Regions from separate parts of the Sus scrofa genome. Here region 2 is linked to region 1. A link is a contact called in public HiChIP or PLAC-seq data. All regions are on one chromosome and are shown on one strand. The core of a region is the stretch at or near the end of the contact, and the rest is flanking DNA. Distances in the headings are between cores, read along the strand shown.

The links. HiChIP or PLAC-seq counts read pairs in DNA pulled down with a chosen protein or histone mark.
Region 2: an H3K27ac HiChIP or PLAC-seq map of alveolar macrophages shows a contact between it and region 1. The contact joins two enhancer-like sites. A contact is called at or near these places in 1 of 5 promoter capture datasets (fetal skeletal muscle) and 1 of 2 datasets of contacts at active chromatin or transcription factors (alveolar macrophages).

Annotation. Positions count from the first base shown.
Region 1 is chr13:146,934,547-146,937,882 of Sscrofa11.1, reverse strand. No RefSeq gene overlaps it. Among named protein-coding and RNA genes, the nearest start is that of GTPBP8, 3.4 kb to the right of the region's middle. Within about 2 kb of position 1,287, at least 3 of the 83 cell types and tissues checked have an H3K27ac peak or open chromatin away from gene starts, as enhancers often do. A contact at or near this core is called in alveolar macrophages, where this site is marked.
Region 2 is chr13:147,291,625-147,295,344 of Sscrofa11.1, reverse strand. ATG3 (ubiquitin-like-conjugating enzyme ATG3) reads right to left here. Exons shown (of 12, transcript XM_003132682.6): 5 at 2,510-2,617. Among named protein-coding and RNA genes, the nearest start is that of SLC35A5, 14 kb to the right of the region's middle. Within about 2 kb of position 1,559, at least 2 of the 83 cell types and tissues checked have an H3K27ac peak or open chromatin away from gene starts, as enhancers often do. A contact at or near this core is called in alveolar macrophages, where this site is marked.

The DNA of each region.
Region 1 (3,336 bases), core at 38-2,537:
CGAGCAGATGCAACCTATGCCAACAGCTTGCAGCAACAGTGGATCCTTAACTTACTGAGCAAGGCCAGGGATTGAACCCATATCCTCATGGACACTAGTCAGGTTCTTAACCTGCTGAGCCACAAAGGGAACTCCTGTCTCTGTTATTTCTTGAATGATGGTTAAATAATAAATTTCAGACATAACAATTTATAAAATATAATTAGGAGTACAAATCATATATCATGTTACACATCTGTGCCATAAATTTGTGTCAACATGTTAGGTGATGTTTAATTTTTATTTAGTGGTTGCACAGAAAAATTGAAAAACATAATAAAATGCATTTTTTAATTTAAAGCATTCATTCAGGCAGTAGTTATTACAATTTAAGCAATTTAAGTTACATGTGGAAAGTTCCCCCATGTTACTCTCATTCATACAATGTGCCTTCCTAATACATGTGTTTGAGATCCAAATTAGATTGTAACCATATTTTTCTTTTTCTTTTTTTTTTCAGGTATTAATGTTTCATTTTTTTATAATGATTTTTATTTTTTCCATTTTAGCTGGGTAACCATGTTTTTCTATTTGATTCCTGGCACCCAGATCAATTCCTCGCATAGCAAGCAATCAATAAACGTTAATGATTGTTGTTTAAAACAAGGGGAGAAGTATGGTGGAAAAGGTCTTGTGTAAATTAGACACTGAGACCTAACCCATTGCCTCCCTCTGCGTGTAGAAGTAAGTTTTCCAAGAATTTCTGAGTCTATAGGTCTTTCACATGATTTCTAGCCTAGCATCAGAGTTACCTGTGCATATTGCTTGCATGCTAACTCTCTGGTGTCACTGATTCTGCCTAAAGTGTTTGCCTTCTTCATGTCTTAGATGGACTCCCTAAACTAAACACTTATAGGACTTGGACATAAATTGAGATCACTCTGGATCCAATGGTCATTCATTGTAAAGACAGACATCACTGAAGAAACAATTGAGATGATCCTGTCCTAATGGTAAGATCTCATCACTGTCCTACCTATGTTCCTTTCATTCTTATTAGATAAACATGACAGAATATAACTATAGATTTAGGTTGGATCAGTTCCAGCAATAAAAGCTGATTCTAAGGTATGTGTGTAAAGTATATAATACCTTCCTAAGTTATATTAAATAGTAAAATCTTGTTAACTTCGTGTTGAGCTACCTCCTAGACTAAGAGAAGTTACTTTTCCTCAGAAGGGTGACCATTAGCACACTGAACTCTGCTAATTTTCACAACATAACCAGACCATTACCAAAGATAATGAAGAACTACTGGATGAGGAAATATCCGGAGTGGAAGGGTGATTCTTGACCTCCTGAAATCCAGCTGCTACATTAAGGGAGGGTAACCGTTTGGCTTGCTTAACCTGCAGCCACAGGCACTCTAAAGCTTTACCCTGCCTCCTCCATAATAGGATTGAAATTTACATAGGACATTCCATTTATCCTTCATGGTAGTCTGATGGCTCTGGATTTACACAAGGAACCACACACCATCTTAAAATGCTACTTTAAACAGGACTCTTGGCTGCAGTCAAATTAGTTTCAGTAACATGGAGAGGAATGTATTGACTTGTGTGATGGGAGAGCAGAGGGACAGAGAACATGATATTCAGCATAGGTCATAAGGGGTCATGCCACTGCCTCCCCCACCTCTCAATACTGTTTTTCTTTCTGTGTTAGCTCCATTGCCTCTTAAAGCACTATAGGCATCCTTTACAAAGCAGTGGAGAAGAGCCTCACATTCCAGCATTGTAACAGGAGGCTCAGGGCAGGGCCAGCTGCCTGTTTAACTTTAATGTAATGATTGCCTTGGTTGGAATCACTCTCACATTATTCAAATAATCATTATTGTCTTAAAACACACAATGTAGGGCCAAGTGCCTCTTCCTGTGATCAGAAGAGTAGAATTCTGTTCATTGATACCCCCAGTAGAACCACACAGAGTAGATGTGGATGGTTCCTCTCTATGCAAGGGATGCCAACCAACTAAATACAACATATTATACGTTCACTTCAAATATCTATATCAAAGCCAAAACTTGATAGAAATAGCTAGAGTCACTGCCCACATCCATCTTTTTTTTACTTCATCCTGGCCACGTTAGCTTCCTTGCTGTTCCTTAAACTAGCCACACACACTCCTGCTTCTGAGCCTTTTTGCTTCCACCAAAATACTTCCCCCAGATAATCACATGCTTATTCCCTCACTTCCTTCACATTCATGTTCAAATGTCACCTTCTCAGTGGAGATCACACTAAAACACAAACACACAGAGACACCACTCACTTCCCTATCTAGCTTTAGCTTTTTCCTAAGCATTTATCATTATCTAATAGACCCTGTGTTTTAGTTATTGCACTGCCTCAAGACCATAACATGAGAACATAAACATTTTTCTGTTTCATTTATTCACTCTTCTATCTCCAGTTCTTAGTACATGCCTAGCATGAATATTTGATGAATGAACAAATGATGGACTTGAGCAGGGGTGCCTCACTCCTCTCAGTGTGAGATAATGTACACTACAGTATTGTATGGGAAGGAGTACACAACAGAACAGTACATAAACACAGGCTTCATTTTTCGACCTCCCTGGGTTACCAGTTTAGTACGTCCTCATGTCAGTGCTGTGGAACTAGACCAAGGATGGGTTTTCCACAGTTTTCTGGGAGGAGTGCTAAGATGCCCTTAGATCAATTCAAGCCCCATCTCACATCGTTGTTATATCTGTGCAATCTGCATAACTAAGTTGCTGCTTTGTTTCCTAATGCAAATTCTCTTTCCCCATTAGGACTTAAATACTATTCTGAATCACATCCCTGACACCCTGCCTAGTCAAAAGGCTTGATCCTGACTCCCGTTCCAAAGCCATTGGCTAGGGTATACTACTCCACCCAGACAGACCACCTGGAACATAGATGCTGCCCACAATCAGAGTAAGGATATTGCCAAAAAAACAGAGTACCACTGCAACCAGACTGGACCCCCTTTTATACTGATTGGGCCTCATTTATTTTCCTAAACTTTGACAATTCCCTGAGTATCCTATGATTCCCATTGCAGTTCCACAGCTGCATTTCCCCTAAGCCAATTACTCCCATTTCTAGCTTTTCCCCTCTGACTTGTAGGCCTCATGTGGGACTAAAAAATGAGTACTGTGATGCCTATTAAGCCCTGAACACCTCCAAAACACCTGTAAGAATTGGCAAAGGTCCTTTACACTCAGGTTTATTTCCACACCTGGGACCAAAAGGTTTAGAAATGAAATGGCACATATGAAATGCTCTTTCAAAGTTCAGAGTTGTCTACAA
Region 2 (3,720 bases), core at 310-2,809, 360 kb before region 1:
ATTTCAGAATTTCTAGTTCCCATGATCGCATAAGCCAATTCTTCAAAATAAACCTATCTATATCTATATCCATGGTTATTCTGGAGAACTATGACTAATACAAGGGCTAACAGAAATAAAAGAAACATGAGAGAAGAAAAGCAGGGATAAAGCAAAGGTAACTAAGGCAAATAAGGACTAGGTACCCTGAACTTGTGAGTCAGTTGGAAGCACTGCTTAATACAATCAGAATATAATTTAAACTTAAAATTCCAAGCGTACCTCTCATAGACATTACTTAGCATTTATTATGTACACCAAATTAACTGACATATGATACTATATTGTTTTCCACATAAGAAATTAGAGTTTCCATTGTGGCTCAGCGGAACGAATCCGACTAGGAACCATGAGGTTGTGAGTTCAATCCCTGGCCCTGCTCAGTGGGTTAAGGATCAGGCATTGCTGTGAGCTGTGATGTAGGTTACAGACAGGGCTCAGATCCATTGTTGCTGTGGCAGTAGTGTAGGCCGGCAGCTGTAGCTCCAATTTGACCCCTAGTCTGGGAACCTCCATATGCCACAGGTGTGGCCTTAAAAAGCAAAAAAAGAAAAAAAAAAAGAAAAAGAAAAAGAAAAGAAAATGATATTTGTCTTCTGTCAGTAAGGTAAGCATTTCTTTAGAATTTCTGTAACAGATTTCTGTCCATCCAATCATACTGACAACTACTTATCTCTGCGATTAACGCCTTTGTAAAAATGTACCTGGATTTTGGGATAGGGATTATGAAACACAATACAACTTGACAAAAGAGAAACTTATTGACATCAGAAACAGTGCTATAACCCATGGCTCTAGTCAATCAACAATTTCCTACAGACGTGCTACCCATTTCTTCCAATCATGTGAAGACTAAGGCGGAGCAGCTGCAAGATAATGGAAAGATCAGGGTGGGGGTGAGGGGGAGCCATCTAATAGCACTACTCAGTGGGAAAATATGATGGTATTTGAAATTATTTTAAGAAGTTATTCAATCTGTTATTTTCTCTGGGCATTGATATAACTTTCAACCTATTAAAGAAGAAAAGTTTCAGGAGTTCCCGCTGCGGCTCAGTGGTTAGTGAACCTGACTAAGAACCATGAATGAGATTGCGGGTTCAATCCCTAGTCTTGCTCAGTAGGTTAAGGATCCAGCGTTGCTGTGAGCTATGGTGTAGATGGAAGACAAGGCTTGGATCTCGCGTTGCTGTGGCTGGGGCGTAGGCTTGGCAGCTATAGCTCCTATTCGACCCCTAGCCTGGGAACCTCCATACGCCGCGCGCGGGTGTGGCCCTAGAAAAAGCAAAAAGACAAAAAAAAAAAAAAAAAAAAAAAAAGGAAGAAAAGTTTCAAATCAAAGAGCTCAAGTCCTGCATCTGTTTCAAAATCATCATAATGAAACAGATGGCAGTGTCCTTTACTCAGAGTAGAGGAGAAACTGACTCAATGAGGTACTTTTTTCCTGGGCAGATTATTTAGCCCTCTGACTACTGCCATGAGTCTCAACAGAGGGCAGCAATTTTAGCCTTCATAGAATATTTCACAACATCTAGAGACATTTCTAGTTGTCACAACTGGGAGAATGCTATTGGTGTCTAGTGGGTAGAGCCCAAAGATACTGCTAAACATTCTGCAATGCACAGGAAATGCTATGACAACTATTCAGCCCAAAATGTTAACAGCACTAAGTTTGAGACATTTGATATACCTCCTACTTGCCAGGAGCTACAGACAGAAAACTTGTTTTTAGTATCCTAGATTTAAACTTGGAACATAATTTCTTTATTAAAACTAAATCATTAATGGTAGTTAGCTATAGCAGCATATAATAATAGGCATTTACAGTCACATAGACATTCTGGCAAAATAAGTTTTAATGACGTGAACTGAAAAAATCATATTCAGTTACAACAGCTTGTGCAAACATATTCTTATTAAAGGTTTAAATTTAATTATTTAATAAAAATGTAGTGAACAACTTCTATATCAGATATTATGTTAGATATTGAAGATTCAACAATCTCTACCTTCATGAAGCCTATAGTCCTTACAATGCTTTCAGTAATCATTCAACAAACTACCAAAGATTTTTAAATGCCATGTCTCTGAGTAAAATAAACATGAGTACAGCATGGTTCCTGTCCTGAAACCTAAGTTTGTCATTGAGTGATGGGACGACATATAATAAGGGTTTCTAAAGCAAAGTAGTATGCATACTCTGCATTTCTGATGGCTTTCTTGCTTTTAGAACTAAAGAAAACAATATGGATATTTTCAAATTGCTACTAAAGTAGCAGTACTATAGGAATTTTGCACACTCCCGGGGCATTCTTTTCTTTTTTTCTAATTTGTCCTCCTGCTTCTTTTCAGGTAAAAGTCTACTGGGACAAAACTATGTTTTTGTTTTGTTTTGTTTTAAATCAAAGCTGTTACAAAAGATTGCAAAAGAGTTTAAACAATTTAAACATATGCCATTCTGTTCTCCTCTTACCTGTGTTATGGTAAGTATCTACCCATCCCCCATCACCATCATCTTCTTCAATGATAGCTTCCAATTCATCTGAATATTCCATCTGTTTGCACCGCTTGTAGCATGGCACTATAAAAAAAAAATGGCAAGGCCGGTTACTAGCACACAATCTGCTTCCTACAAATCCATTAGGGAAAATAAAGAAAATTTATTCCATAAAATATATTTCTACAACCAAAATAATAGATGAGTATTATATTTTACTTCTAATAAACGTACTTAAGAGTTACATTCAGGCCACGGACACATAATTATTTGACCACACTCATCTTTCCCTAAATAGCTTTAGTCAGAAGACTCCCACTCCACGGTGAGCATTCTAAGTATTCTCTACCCTGATGATCTGTAAAAAACAGCAAGCCTGAAGCCAGAGATGACATTGTTCAACCTCAGGCTAATGAATAATAATACATCATTTTAATGGCTTTACTCTCAGAACATGCAGTCACCACCTGTCATACTCAGAGGTGGTAGAGGTGACCTCTGGCTTCCAATACTACAGTAACTTTCAATATGAATTTCATAATTATATTTAAGCTCTAGCTATTAGTCATGGATAAATCGATGTAAAATTCACTAACCTGCTAAATTACTCTTTTATACAATAATGGTGTCAAGTTTTTCATATAGCAAATACATCAATTAACAGGTATCATTCATAAGCCTAAAACTGAGCAATTATAAACACAGTATGATGTGGGGGTAACAAAATGCTATTAATCTCTTGATTTTTTTGAAACAAGCAAGATACAAATGGCAAATCTTATTGAAACATATACTGAAGGAAATAAAAAAAATGATGTTTTGTACATATGTTTTCCTTTCCTATAATAAGTAAGTTAGAACAGAAATCAATGTATTTGCTGTGTGACTGGATAGGAACTATAAAAATCTTTAATATTGTTTTCAAATTAGCTTCATAAATAATTTCATTAACATCCTAAATACCTGTTTCAGAAACATTTTTATGCCTACAGGCAATCTTTCACTGACACAATGGGTAATAAAACCTCTAGCTTTCAGATTTTAGATATCAAAGGTAGTAACAATTACACTTTCCATGAAAAATTTAAGTCTATAAAGAAAATTAAAATTAAATTGGTGAAATGATTATAATGATGAAGGCAGCTTAAAAATCCAATGAGAAGTCCAATTTTGTTTAGGGTATTTTT